Regions from separate parts of the Sus scrofa genome. Here regions 1 and 3 are each linked to region 2. A link is a contact called in public HiChIP or PLAC-seq and promoter capture Hi-C data. All regions are on one chromosome and are shown on one strand. The core of a region is the stretch at or near the end of the contact, and the rest is flanking DNA. Distances in the headings are between cores, read along the strand shown. Region 1 holds the start of TMX2 (thioredoxin-related transmembrane protein 2). Region 2 holds the start of P2RX3 (P2X purinoceptor 3). Region 3 holds the start of UBE2L6 (ubiquitin conjugating enzyme E2 L6).

Evidence for each region. Promoter capture Hi-C pulls out the DNA fragments that hold promoters and counts their contacts. HiChIP or PLAC-seq counts read pairs in DNA pulled down with a chosen protein or histone mark.
Region 1: a promoter capture Hi-C map of liver shows a contact between it and region 2, with 4 times the contacts expected there. The contact joins the promoter of TMX2 here to the promoter of P2RX3 in region 2. A contact is called at or near these places in 1 of 5 promoter capture datasets (liver) and 2 of 47 Hi-C or Micro-C datasets (embryonic fibroblasts and mesenteric adipose tissue).
Region 3: a contact with region 2 is called in an H3K27ac HiChIP or PLAC-seq map of alveolar macrophages. The contact joins the promoter of UBE2L6 here to the promoter of P2RX3 in region 2. A contact is called at or near these places in 1 of 47 Hi-C or Micro-C datasets (epiblast stem cells) and 2 of 2 datasets of contacts at active chromatin or transcription factors (alveolar macrophages and skeletal muscle).

What each region holds. Positions count from the first base shown.
Region 1 is chr2:13,239,149-13,243,823 of Sscrofa11.1, reverse strand. TMX2 (thioredoxin-related transmembrane protein 2) reads left to right here and starts at 2,554. Exons shown (of 8, transcript XM_005660896.3): 1 at 2,554-2,977. The coding sequence starts at 2,789. MED19 (mediator of RNA polymerase II transcription subunit 19) reads right to left here and starts at 2,513. Exons shown (of 5, transcript XM_003122715.5): 1 at 2,117-2,513. The coding sequence starts at 2,384.
Region 2 is chr2:13,617,831-13,621,889 of Sscrofa11.1, reverse strand. It overlaps P2RX3 (P2X purinoceptor 3), which reads left to right and starts at 2,238. Exons shown (of 12, transcript XM_003353865.5): 1 at 2,238-4,059. SSRP1 (FACT complex subunit SSRP1) reads right to left here and starts at 2,224. Exons shown (of 17, transcript XM_003353864.4): 1 at 2,009-2,224; 2 at 1,373-1,511; 3 at 752-937; 4 at 1-99. The coding sequence starts at 1,426.
Region 3 is chr2:13,352,661-13,356,869 of Sscrofa11.1, reverse strand. It overlaps UBE2L6 (ubiquitin conjugating enzyme E2 L6), which reads right to left and starts at 2,782. Exons shown (of 4, transcript NM_001246215.1): 1 at 2,756-2,782. The coding sequence starts at 2,782.

The DNA of each region.
Region 1 (4,675 bases), core at 1,305-3,804, 380 kb after region 2:
ATGCTTTAGTTTTTCAGCTTTAAAAAGCAGATAACAATGCCTATTTCAAGGGGCTATTGTAAGTATTAAACACTAAAACATATCTAACTGCACTGTGAATTTCAAGGTCTGTAACAAATCATTTCCCTCAGATATTTTTGGGCCATACCCATGGTACAAGGAAGTTCTAAGGCCAGGAATCGAATCCAAGCCGAAGCTGCAACCTATTGCTACAGCTGTGGCAATGCCAGATCCTTAACTGGCTAGGCCACAGTAGGAACTCCTTCTTCAGCTCTTTTTTTTTTTTTTTTTAAATCTTTACTCTCTTAGGGCTGCATTTGTGGCATATGTAAGTTCCTAGGCTAGGGGTTGAATGGGAGCTGTAGCCACTGGCCTACAATCACAGCCACAGCAACGCCGGATCCTTAACCCATTGAGCAAGGCCAGGGATCGAACCTGTGTCCTCATGGATACCAGTCAGATTCGTTTCCTCTGAGCCGTGACAGGAACTCCCCTCCTTCAGCTCTTGATGTAGCAGTAGGACTTGGGATGAACTAAATGTCATCCTGGAGACTTAACATGTCCAAAATGACTTGATATCCATCTCCTCAAACCTGTCCTTTCCTGATCTTAGCACTACCATCCACCTAATTATTCAAGCCAAACATTTCCAAACTGCCCTCAATTCCTCTGTCCTTCAATTCTATTTTCAATCCTGCATTCCTGTCAGTTCTACCTCTAACATTTATTTGGCATCCATTTACTTCTCTCCTCTACTGCTATTTCCTAGTTCAAACTATCATCTCTTTCCTGAACTACTAAGCTGTAACTTCTGACCAATTTTCCCACTTTTCTTCTTTTTTTTTAAGGGCAGCACCCAAGGCATATGGAGGTTCCCAGGCTAAGGGTCAAATCAGAGCTACAGGTGCCGGCCTACACCAGAGCCACAGCAATGCTAGAGCTGTGCTGCGTCTGCAACCTACACCACAGCACAGGACAACACTGGATCCTTAACCCACTGAGTGAGGCTAGGGATCAAACCCACAACCTCATGCTTCCTAGTCGGATTCATTTCTGCTGTGCTATGACGGGAACTCCCCCACTTTGCTTCCTTAATAGAGCTGCTCGAATGATTGAAAATAAGCAAATAAGTTAGAAGTTAGATCACTTCAGACTCTTGTGTCAAAATGGTTCCCCCTGAACTTAAAATGTCTTATAGAGGCCTCTGCCTACTCTCCCACCTTCATCTCCTATCGCTCTTTCCCTGTTCACTTCCCCGGAGTGCAAGTGGTTTTCTGTCCCTCAAATATTCAAGGTTATTCTCACATTGGGCCTTCTAATCTCATTTTTTGTATCTAGAGTTCTCTCTCCTCCCACTCATAAATGGCTAGCTCTTCCTTTGTGCTTATATTTTAGCTCTAATGTTATCTACTCAGAAAGGGCTCTCCTGATCACTCTAGCTAAAGCAGTTCTGCCCCCTCAATTCTTTATCACATTTCCCCCTTGTAGCCATAACCACTATCTGATACTATCTGTTTATCCGCAGATATCTGTTTATCACTCTTTGACTCCTCCACTGGCAGGTAAACTCCCAAACAGGCAAGGATCTTGTCAGTTTTGTTCACAGCTGTATCTTCAGCAATTGGAAGAGTGCTTGGTACACAGAGTGGGTGCGCAACAAAATAATTTTTTGAATGAAAGAACCTGGTTTAATTCTAATCACTTCTTCGAACACATTTTGAAACCCCGAGGCCCAGAGGAAGAAAGACAACATGTCCCAAACCAACAGGAAGTTTGAAGCAGATCTGGAACTGGGTCCGCAGGGATGTTAAATCAGGACCCTCAAATACCAAACTCAAAGCTAGGATAATCTTTAGGGAGTCAAAAACCAGCGTCAGGGGCAGGATCGGGCGTGAAAGGTGGTCAGGGAGATCCACTCTCTTCCCACCCCTAATCCATCCCAATTCCAATCATTCTTTCGGTTGTGAATCCTCAGAACCTCTTCTAGTATAGTGTTCCGAAATCGCGCCACGCGTTGCCTAGGTTACCCCTCACCCCAGTCGGAAGGCTGAGAGCCACGCCCCGCCTCTCCTCGCTATGATCTGATTGGCTGGCTTTGACCAGGCCTTGTACTCACCCGGCAGTTCCCGCATTAGGTAGAAGGGGCCACAACCGGCCGCTGACTTGTCGGAGCCGGGAGCGGCTGTGGCCGCGGTAGAGGGCGGGGCGGGGCCCGGCCCCCCGCCCGGAGGAGGAGGCGGTGGGGGTGGAGGTTTTCCAGGTCCGAAGCCAAGTGCGGTCGGGGGCGGTGGTGGGTCAGCCTGAGCTCCGAACAGCGCCGTGAAATTCTCCATCGCCTCCTCCGCCCCGGCGCTGTCTCGGTGTCTGGCGTTGGTGACGTTCATTGGTCAATCTTTTCACAGAGTACCGCCCTCCTCTTTCAGGAGCCTCTCACCATTGGGTTGCCTCGGGCCCTTCCTACCTTCTTCCTGCAACTACTTCCGTCGCCTTCTGAGAACGTTCCGGAAGTACTATTTAACTTTATTTAAATTCTCCTGTATCTCCTACTTGCCGCAGTCGCATATGTCCAATAAAACGATTTAGGTGGAAAAAAAGACAGCTAGATTAGCCAATAAAATATCAAAGCCCTTTCTCCATTTTTAACCTGACGCAGAAGCCAGTCAGAGATCTGCTTCCGGATCTAGAGGCGGTGCATCCGAGACTAGGCCCAATGGAAGCACAATGATGGGAGAGGCGGGACCAGGCTCACGGACTCCGTGGAGCGGCTGGCGCCGCTAGAGCCGGGAAGATGGCGGTTCTCGCGCCTTTAATTGCTCTTATTTATTCGATACCTCGACTATCACGATGGCTGGCCCGACCTTACTACCTTCTGTCAGCCCTCCTCTCTGCTGCCTTCCTACTCGTGAGGAAGCTGCCCCCTGTCTGCTACAATCTCCCCACGCAACGCGAAGACGGCAACCCGTGTGACTTTGACTGGGTGAGCGACCCCCCGCCTTAGGACCCCGCGACCTTGACACCCTGTCCTAGGTTGCATCTACGAGATGCGAGGTTCACCTGTTTGAGAACACCTGAGGTTCCCAACCTGTAGCGGACTTAAGCTATTAAGAATCTAGAGCCTGGGCGGTCGTCGAGTGTAAACCTCTTCACGTTTAAGATGGGAATACAGCGAGTTAGCCTGCCGGGGTCTTCTGACTCCTGAGTCCAAGGTCCTTTCCGTCTCACAATTCGTACCTACCCAAACGAGGCATCTGCACTGTTTTACAGTGCTGCTCTCGTTATGTAAAGCCTCTTGAGGAATCAGTGAGGTAAACAAGGCAAGTAGTAGTAATCTCGTTTCACTGATGAAGAAATTGATCTCGGCGTAGTTAGGAGACTTGTCCAAGGTCACACAACTAGTGAGTGGCTGGGACTTGAAACCACTCTTCTGGCCAAAGCAGCAGCACCATCAGTCATTTTAATTCAGTTAACAACTGCAGAGGGAGGACTGTATGCTAGGCACTGTGCTGCATCCTGAGAATGTAAAAATGAATAAAGTTTTAGGCCTATTGAAATGGAATTGTAAAAAAAATTCATTGTAAAGAAATCAATCTGAACTCTCTTGCAGTACTTCCTAAGTAGAAGTGGAAGGACCACTCAGAAAAATAAGATGAAGTTCTGTGCCCCCTTCTGTATAGCTGAATCTGTGTTACGAGGAAGGAGGGCCTTCCTGAGTTTTTGTCTTTTTTTTTTTCCAGGTCCCAGAATGAGTCTTGACTTTTGACAGAACTTACTTCCTTACTTTTATTCTCCTTCCCTTGTTTACTTTTTCGTACTTCCGCCGTTCTTTCCCAGTGTTATTAAGTAGCTCATGTATAGCTGTGGTGCTTCAAAAGATCCATTTGGGGGGCAGGGGGGCGAACCTGCGGGGTATGGAGGTTCCCAGGCTAGGGTCAGATCAGAGCTACAGCCTATGCCACAGCCATAGCAACGTGGGATCCAAGCTCTGTCTCAGATCTACACCACAGCTCAAGGCAATGGCAGATCCCTGACCCACTGAGCGAGGCCAGGGATTGAACCCGGATCCTCATGGGTACTAGTCAGATTCGTTTCCACTGTGCCATGACAGGAACTCCAAAAGAACCTATTAAGTAGGGACCTTTAACTATTTAGAGTTTATAGCTAGTGTTTGTTTTCCTGGAAAAAATCTTTTACTATTTCCTTGGTGATTTGGAAGTTAGAATATTAAGGTAAATAATCTTAGCAATAACAGGTAAACCTCAAAATTTCAGTGGCTTGGAGTTCCCACCATGGTGCGGTGGGTTGAGAATCCAACTGCAGTTCCTTGGAAGTACGGGTTCGATCCCTGGTCCAGGAACTTCCATATGCTGTGGGTGGAAGAAAAAGAAAAAAAGAGGGAGTTCCTGTTGTGGAGCAATGGAAGCAATCCAACTAGTATCCATGAAGATTCAGGTTCAATCCCTGGTCTTGTTCAGTGGGTCGGGGATCCAGCATTGCCATGAGCTGTGTTGTAGGTCACAGATGTGGCTCAGATCCTACGTTGCTGTGACTGTGATGTAGGCCAGTAGCTGTAGCTCCAACTCGACCCCAAGTCTAGGAACTTCCACATCCTGAGGCTGCAGCACTGAAAAAAAAAAAAGGAAAAAAAAAAATTTCAGTGGCTAAACAGAATAAAAGT
Region 2 (4,059 bases), core at 989-3,488:
CTTCACTGTTCCCCAGTTCCAACCCTTCACACAGAGGTCCTTTTCCATCAGCTCAAGGCGATAGTGAGTTTTGAAGAAATCAGAGAGTTTCTCGAACTCCTGTGGGAAGAGGGGAAAGAACAAGCCCAGTGAAACCCCAGTAGCCTTAACACAGAACTTGAGGGTCCTGAGATTATCTGCTTCTGAGAAACGACCCCAATAAACTTTCATCAGAAATCCACGCTGACTTAGAGCTATAATATTGTTAAAACACTGTTGAAAAAGGCTATTTCTGGGGACTGGCTGGACTCGGGCTGGGGGAGGAGTAAAGTAAGGACTGACACTCCTGCTTGCAGGTCTCACAGTGTTTTTCTGACTTTGGACAGGTATTCCTTTAGTGAAAGTGGAAATGAAGTAAAGTCTTTAACACAAGCCGTTCAAAATGGAAAAACAACACCAACCTAAAACCTCAAGGTAAGCCCCTGAACCTGGATAAGGCAACAGGCAGAAACCACCAAAAAAAAAAAAAAAAAAAAAAAAAAAAAAAAAAAATCAAAACAGTAGAAAAGTTTCTGGAGTTAAAGCACAAAGAAACTCCCGAGACTCTGCAGCCCAAAGCTGAACACTGACTGCTTAATGGCTTCCACGGTCCTGCTTTAAGGATCCCAAACTAGCAACTGCACGGTTATCAGAAGGAGCCCCACTTCTCTCAAGAAGATTAAAACTAAAGAAGATGGCACAGTAAAGGGGGCTATGGCAAGGGGCATCTCACCGATTCTCGGAAGCCGTCGTACTTGTAGACGTGGCCATTTTTCGTGAGCAGTTTAAGTCCATGGCCCAGAGCTACTCGGCGCCAGATCCCTTCGGTCAACTCCCCAGCCTGGATGTTGTCCACTTTGCCCGTTTTACTGTTCTTGAAGATGATGCCCTGGCGGCTCAACCTCAGCCGACCATCATTCTGTTGGGAAAACAGGCCCAAATGCACAGGGACGACCATAGCGTAGAGCAGGGACGGTCCCACCCAACACCCATTCTGGGCTGGTCAGGTATCAGGCAGGAGCAATAACAGCTGAAGTGGTGAGGGCTGGCAAGAAGAGACGAGTAAGGCCAGAAGATCTGGATTCTAATCCTCGCTCTGGCATCCAGAACCCGTGCAGGTCCTCAGTTTGGGGATTCAGGATTGAGCAGCAGGTGTAGTCCCTTCAAACTCTGACATCCTGTAACTCTTGTATCCTCACTCAGTAATGCTTCTTGTTGGGGAACTACCAAATACACATCGAACTGACTTCTTTTCCAAAGTAGCAACATCATCAGCACAAGCTCTTGCGAGTGGATAAAAAGTCTACTCCGCCTCCCTCCCTCCATCTGTTTCAAAAGCCCCAGTCCTTCTTACCATAGAGCCTTTCACCTCCTGATACACGTCGTTGAACTCCAGTGTTTCTGCCATGCTGACCTGCCCCTGTAGGCCTCAACTGGGAGCTGGGCCCCAACTCCTGGGTACGTTGTGCAGATACACAACGCAGGCTGGGAATCTGAATTGAAGAGGGATAAGTGGATTGAAGTTAAGTGGAAAAAACAACACCTCATGCTGGCCACGGAGGGAGCCTAGTGGCAACCCTTCCTGTGCCTGGGATGTCTCACGATCTCCCTGCCTGGGAACCCTGCAAGCCGGTTCTGCAGAACTCCAGGGCCAGGCCCGGCCGGGGCTTAAGAAGCCGGCCCGAAGTACCTCTTACATCCCAACCAGACACCCCCTCTGGGCGCTCCACCGGGCGCCATGGCAACGAGCAGCGGAACCCCTGGGCCATCCGGAGCCCGCACCTCGCCCGCGCCCCAACCCCGCTCAAAAAGCACGAGTTCCCTCCCAGCGCTCCCACCGCGCCGCGGCCCCAGGCCCACAGTTCTCCCCTCCCGCTAAAATGGATTCGCCCGCTGCCCGCGGATTCCAACGCGGAACAGTCCATCCCACGCGTCCCGCGGGGGAGCAGGGCCCTCGCCTTCCTGGGGCGCGGCGATAGCGACCACCTACTTTCTCAAGCTGCGGCCTCAGACGGCCCGCAAGCGGGCGGTGGGCTCGCTGGGGGACGCAGCGGGGGTGTAGGGTCCGGGGGGTCCGGGGGGGACGCTGGGGAAGCTTTTCCCGCGTGCGCGGCCCCGCGTCCCGCCACCGGAAGCCCAGCACGGACCATAGAGAGGAGGAGCCGGCTAGAGAGGCGCGAAACGCGGCCCGCCTTCGAGGCGGTCCCATAGAGCGTCCACAGCGCTGGAGGACCTGAGGGAAGCCGGGTTACACTGATGTCCCGCCCGTTTGGCGTCCGACTAGAAAATGGGAGCGTGTCGGGCTCTTTAAAAATCACAGACACTCCTTCCGGGAACGACAAGACTTTAAAGAGAAACTGTGTAGTTGCATTTTATCAGACTTGCCAAAGATGCGTGTGCGTGCGTAGCAATGACGGGCGACTCTCTCCCGCCCCATAGTGGTTTCTGTGGAATAGAAAGGAGTTTGTAGGACAAGAAGGAAAATATTTAACGACTTGTGGAGAGAAATGACCCCTCCCACTGGCTTCGAAGAGAATGCGAGTGTTGGTATCGCTGTGACTATACTGCTCACCCCTGTCACAAGGGATTGGATCCTTTTTGAAGTGAGTTCACTGCACCCCAAAACTTGACATCGATAAATGCAAGGTTTGAGTCTCCTGGAAGAGGCTGGCCAGCGGCGGCGGCGGCGGCGGTATCAGGTTCAAGTGCTGGTGTCACATTCACCGTGGAGCCAGAACTGATTTGAAATCACAGCAGCCTGGGCTTTCATAAGCCAGATCCCCCTTATGGAGTCCTAGGGTGCACCTCGCAAAATCAGAGGAGGCTGGACGAGTAAGAGATGTTTGGATTCGTCTGCTCCAGCTTCCTTTTGAAGATCGGGAAACTGAGGCCCTAAGAGGAGTGGCCTGGGGAACAAAACCCAAAATCTACTTAGCCCGTCTAGTGATTCTCCATTCGGAATGATTGATAATAGATGTCAAGTATACAAAACATTGAGACAGAATATTTAAACTCCAGATTTCTTTGACAGTCTGACCTACAGTTACCCCAGCTTGGGACACAAGATGACGTGAATGCACTGTTGCTCCCTGAACTCACGACTTTAACCTCTGGGTAATGGCTGTTCCCACGCTATCTAGCAACATAAGCCAACTAGATTCAACAGATATGTGTTGAACTCTAACACAGTGATAGGATTTGTGGAAACTAGTAAACAAGATGGAAACAGCCCCAGTTTTCCAGGCATGTGACATCTAATAAATGATTCAAATAAGTAAACTGATGGTAAAACAAAATAGAACAAGAAAATACCCAATGTGGGAGTTCCCTTCGTGGCTCAATGGTTAATGAACCCAACTAGGCTCCACAAGGATGTGGGTTCGATCTCTGACCTCCTTCAGCGGGTTAAGGATCTGGTGTTGCCGTGAGCTGTGGTGTAGGTCGCAGAAGCAGCTCGGATCCCACGTGGCTGTGGCTGTGGCATAGGCCGGCAGCTGTAGCTCTGATTCGACCCCCTAGCATTGGTAACCTCATATGCCATGGGTACGGCCCTAAAAAGCAAAAAAAGAAAAAGAAAAGAAAAAGGAAAAAAACCCAATGTGATAGTGCTCTGCAGGTAGAGCTTCAGTCACTGCCAACATGAGTAAGAAATAGGAACTATGTAACCCCAATCACCCTCACCCAGGAGACCAAGAGAAACATTCAGGAGACCCCTCCCCTTGACCCATGTATTGCCGGCAACTCAGGAAGGGAGGAGACGCCTGCAGAATTGAACGGCTTTAAGGAAGACACTCTGGATTGAAGGGGATACTCAGCTCAGGCAGGCTATTAGGTGGCTGGGGAGTGGTGTGTTGCAAGGGGCTTTAAAGAGAGCATGAAGCAGCTGGTGAGCCGGGATGAAGATGCAGCATAAGAGGATGGAACCGAAACGATAGACAGAGTGCAGATAAAACATGAGTCCTAGAGGGCCCTAGCCAGCTGCATCCCAGGCAATCAGGAGCCTGGGATTGGAGACCCCACCCCTACCATGACATCACAGGG
Region 3 (4,209 bases), core at 1,533-4,032, 270 kb after region 2:
TCGTGGCTCAGTGGTAACACACCTGATAGTACCCATGAGGATGCCGGTTCGATCCCTGGCTTGCTCAGCAGGTTAAGGATCCAGCATTGCTGTGAGCTGTGGTGTAGGTCACAGACACGGCTGGGATCCCGCATTTCTATGGCTGTGGTGTAGGCTGGCAGCTACAGCTCCAATTCCACCCCTGGCTTGGGAATTTCCATATGCTGCTGGTGCAGCCCTAAAAAGACACAAATATTTATATTTTTCTTTATAAAAAATGTTTAAAATTGAAGTGTAGTTGCTGTATGATATAAGTTACACTGTAAGATGCACAATTTTTAAAGGTTACACCCCATTTATAGTTATAACATATTGGCTATATTCCCTGTGTTGTATAATATCTCCTTGTAGCTTATTTTATACCTAAGAGTTTGTATCTCTTACTCCTCTATCCCTATGTTGCCCGCCCCCCCCCTTTCCTCTCCCCTCTGCAATAGACCTCAGGGAAAAAAAAAAAAAACTCAACAACAACAAATAAAAAGGTCACATTTTTCTGGACCACCAAACAGGTGGAAAACAGTGGTTCTCAACTAGGGGATTCCTTTACCCCCCACCCCCCACCCCAGAGGTCTGACAATGTCTAGAACCATTTTTGGCTGTCACAAACGGAGAAATGGGGACTTGCTGCTGTGGCGCAGTGGGTTAAGAATCCAACTGCAGGAGTTCCTGTCATAGCTCAGCAGAAACGAGTCTGACTAGCATCCACGAGGACGCAGCTTCAGTCCCTGGCCTCCCTCAGTGGGTTAAGGATCCGGCATTGCCACGAGCTGTGGTGTAGCCCGCTGATGCAGCTCGGATCTGGCATGGCTGTGGCTGTGGTGTAGGCTAGGGGCTACAGCTCCGATGTGACCCTTAGCCTGGGAACCTCCATGTGCTGTGAGTGCAGCCCTTAGACCAAAAAAAAAAAAATTATCCAGCCCCAAATGTGAGTACTGACAAGGCTGCAAAATTCTGACGTAAACAAAGGCAGAGAGAAAGGTCCCCCAAGCCAGTTCGTTCACAGTGGGGGAGGGGTCTTCTCACATGTGCACCATCTAAACTTCTCTGCCCCTCCCCAACATACAAACACCCCCTTATCCCTGTTTCTTATCTTTCAGTCCATACGCCAACTCTGTTCACGCCAACAAACTGCATTTTGCACCTTCTGCTTGGAATCTATGACCCTTTCTTCATCTTCTATCCCAAACTAGAAGCATCTCTACTACAAGTCCTAGTTCCAGTATCACTTGTGACTCCTGAGCAAGAATGAACCCCCAGGTTAAACAGAGAAGCTCTGAAATGGTCAGTTTCCCAGCTTCACTAGAACTGGAAGCCCTTGGACTTGATCTGTTTTATATGAGTTCTGTTCAGACTTTCCCAAAGCCTGGGAATGTTGAAACCCAAGCTAGGACACACGCCTCTGTCCTGAGGTCTGTTAGGAAATCATCTGACTCAGAAGAATAGAAAACGAAAGTAGAAGAACCAGTGAAGGAACCTGTGGGTTGGAGCTCCACCAACCAGGGCTCCAGTCCAAGGTCCCTCCCTCGATCTCTATGGGGTGACCCAGGAGAGCCAAGTTATTCTCTCCAAGCCTCAGCTTCCTTATCTGGAAAATGGGGATATATGACTTAGCTCACAGGGATGCTGTGGGAATGAGCTGGAATAACTAATGTAAGCTGCCTGGCACTCATTTAACAGTGCCAGTGCAATAAATACTGGCTCCTCATTCTTTCCCATTTGGCTGGAAAGACCCTCTGGCCCATTTTGCTGCCAATCTCCAGATTTCAGTCCCTCTGTGCTGAGCCTGCTTTGAATGCCCTATCTGAGATCTTCTCAGAGGCTCAATCACCCACCTCAAGCCTGCCCCCTGCTCTGTACATAGGAGGGGAATTTCCAGGAGACTCAAAGCTTGAGGGGGTATCAGACCCACCTCACCAGAACTGCTCTAACCTTCTCAAACTGTCTCCAATCCCAGCCACAACCTGGGTTTTTCCCACTCATGGGGGAAACTGTCCCCTCTCCATCCTTCCAGAGGTCACTTCAAATGGCATCCCTGGTTGGAATGAAAGCTCAGTGAGGGCAGGATTTTGGTTCATCTCTGCCTCCAAAACAGGAGCCAGCACAGAGGAGGTTCAATAACATTTGCAGAACAAATAAACACACCGTCACCTACCCCAGGACATCGCCCTAGCATCTTTTCTTTCCCAGAACAGTCTGAGAACTTTGCTCCTGCCTCCTATTCAGCATCTCATACTTCTCGGGACTCTAACGTAGGTACCAAATTATAGGGCAGGCCATGGGCTACGCCAGGACAAGAACCTTGTCCTGGTTATCTCTGCTCAAAACGCACCCGCCACCACCTCCAGCTGAGGGCCTGTCTCCAAGAAGAAGCCAACGAAGCCTCCCCGCACCTGAGACGCACGCAATTGTTATCACAAGTTTCTGGGAGAAGAAATGAAACTGAAACCAATGGGGGGGGGGGCTCATTCCCATCCCCAGCACAGCTCAGGGAGCCAGCGACACCCCCGCTCGATATGCCCTCACCCCCCCAAACTCCAGCTCTGGCCCCTCTCGAAGATCCCTCTTCCTCTGGGGTGGGAGCGGAGATGGCAGGGATTCAGCCATCCCTGGTACCCAGACAAACAAACGCGCTCGCACTGCTAAGGGAGGGATGCAGGGAAGAGGGACTAGCAAGGCGAGGGGAGCCTTGAGAAAGGGTCATTCTACACGCGGTTACCTTTGCCACCCGCTTGCTCGCCGTCATCTCGGGACCAGTGTGGGCTCTGTCGGACTCCAGCGAGACTGTGCACCGGCCGGCGGACTCGGCGCTCCCCGCCCCGGGGACCCCACCTCCGGGAGCCCCGCCCACGCTCCTCTCCACCCGCGGGGACTCCGGGCTGGGCGGCCCTGCTTCCCACCGCCTCGGCAGAGCCTAGGAGGCCACGGAGGGGAGGACCCGCCCCGTCCCCGGCGCGGTGGGCTCGGATCCCCGGAACTCTAGCTCTTTTGTCGGCAGACAAGGCGGGCCTGGGAGCGCGCGGCGTTCCGGTTCCCGGCATACCACTGGGGGGCGCCGTGCACCCGGCCGCGAGTGCTCCCGGGCCGGGGTCCGCCCATCCGGGTTCTAATTTCAGCTCCTCCGCCGGAGGCCAAGCCGGGGTCTCCATCAGCTCCGTTAGCCCAGTCGCCGCAGCCGCCCCGAACACACACTCGCCCTAAGAAAATACAGGATGCGTGCTATGCAAACGCAGCTCCGCGACAGGTTGCTCGGGGGCCTCCACCGTCTGACCGCCGCCCTAAGCCTCTCGCGAATTCCAGGAGCCCCCCTGTGCAAACCACTTCCCCAAACCACTCTGGGCCCAATGCTCCATCTCTAAAAATTGGTGGGAGACGGCGTGGACTATAGCCTTTTCAAGGACCCCTCCCCTGGAGGCTTGTGTTCCTTTGTGCTGCCCAGCATTCGGCGGCGGAACTGCAAAGATGTTCCTCCCAAGTGACCGCTTGGTGAAAAGCACCGCAAGGGGGCGCTGTTGGACCCATTCACTTGCTTTAGGGCTTTGGTAGGTTTAATGTTTAAGTGCCTGCTCTGTGGAGGTTTGGGAGACAGTTGGGTAGTGGGGACCCCAAGATGGACTTCAGAGGCTTCCATTATTTTACCATCAGTCCACTACAAATTGCGGGCCTACTGTGTGCCCCAGTACACAACCAAGAGTCTCCACCCCTCTGTGTAAGGGCAGAAACACTTTCCCCTGGAGGAAGCTGAGGCCGCCTAGGAATAGCAGCCCCTGAGCCCTAGCAGCATCTGGAGAAGAATCTCTGGTAATAAGGAGACTCTGGGGAAACTGAACCCATCTTCCCCATCCCTTTCAATCCAGACGAAGGAAATCAGAAAATATTTTGTGCAGGTATTTTGAGTTTTGAGCACAGTTTAGGAAGTTTGTTTTGTTTTTGTTTTTTTGCTTTTTTAGAGCCGCACCCACGGCATATGAGGTCGAAGCTATCAAATGGACTACAGGGCGTGGGGGGTCGTGGGTAGTGGGGGACGTCGCTAGGCCAGGGGGTTCGACCCGCCGCCGTGGAAGGACCGCGGCGGAGCGTGGGGGCAGAGCGGCTCGGATCCGCGTTGCTGGGCTGCGTAGGCGTGGCTACAGCTCCGATTCACCCTAGCCTGGAACTCATATGCCGAAAAAA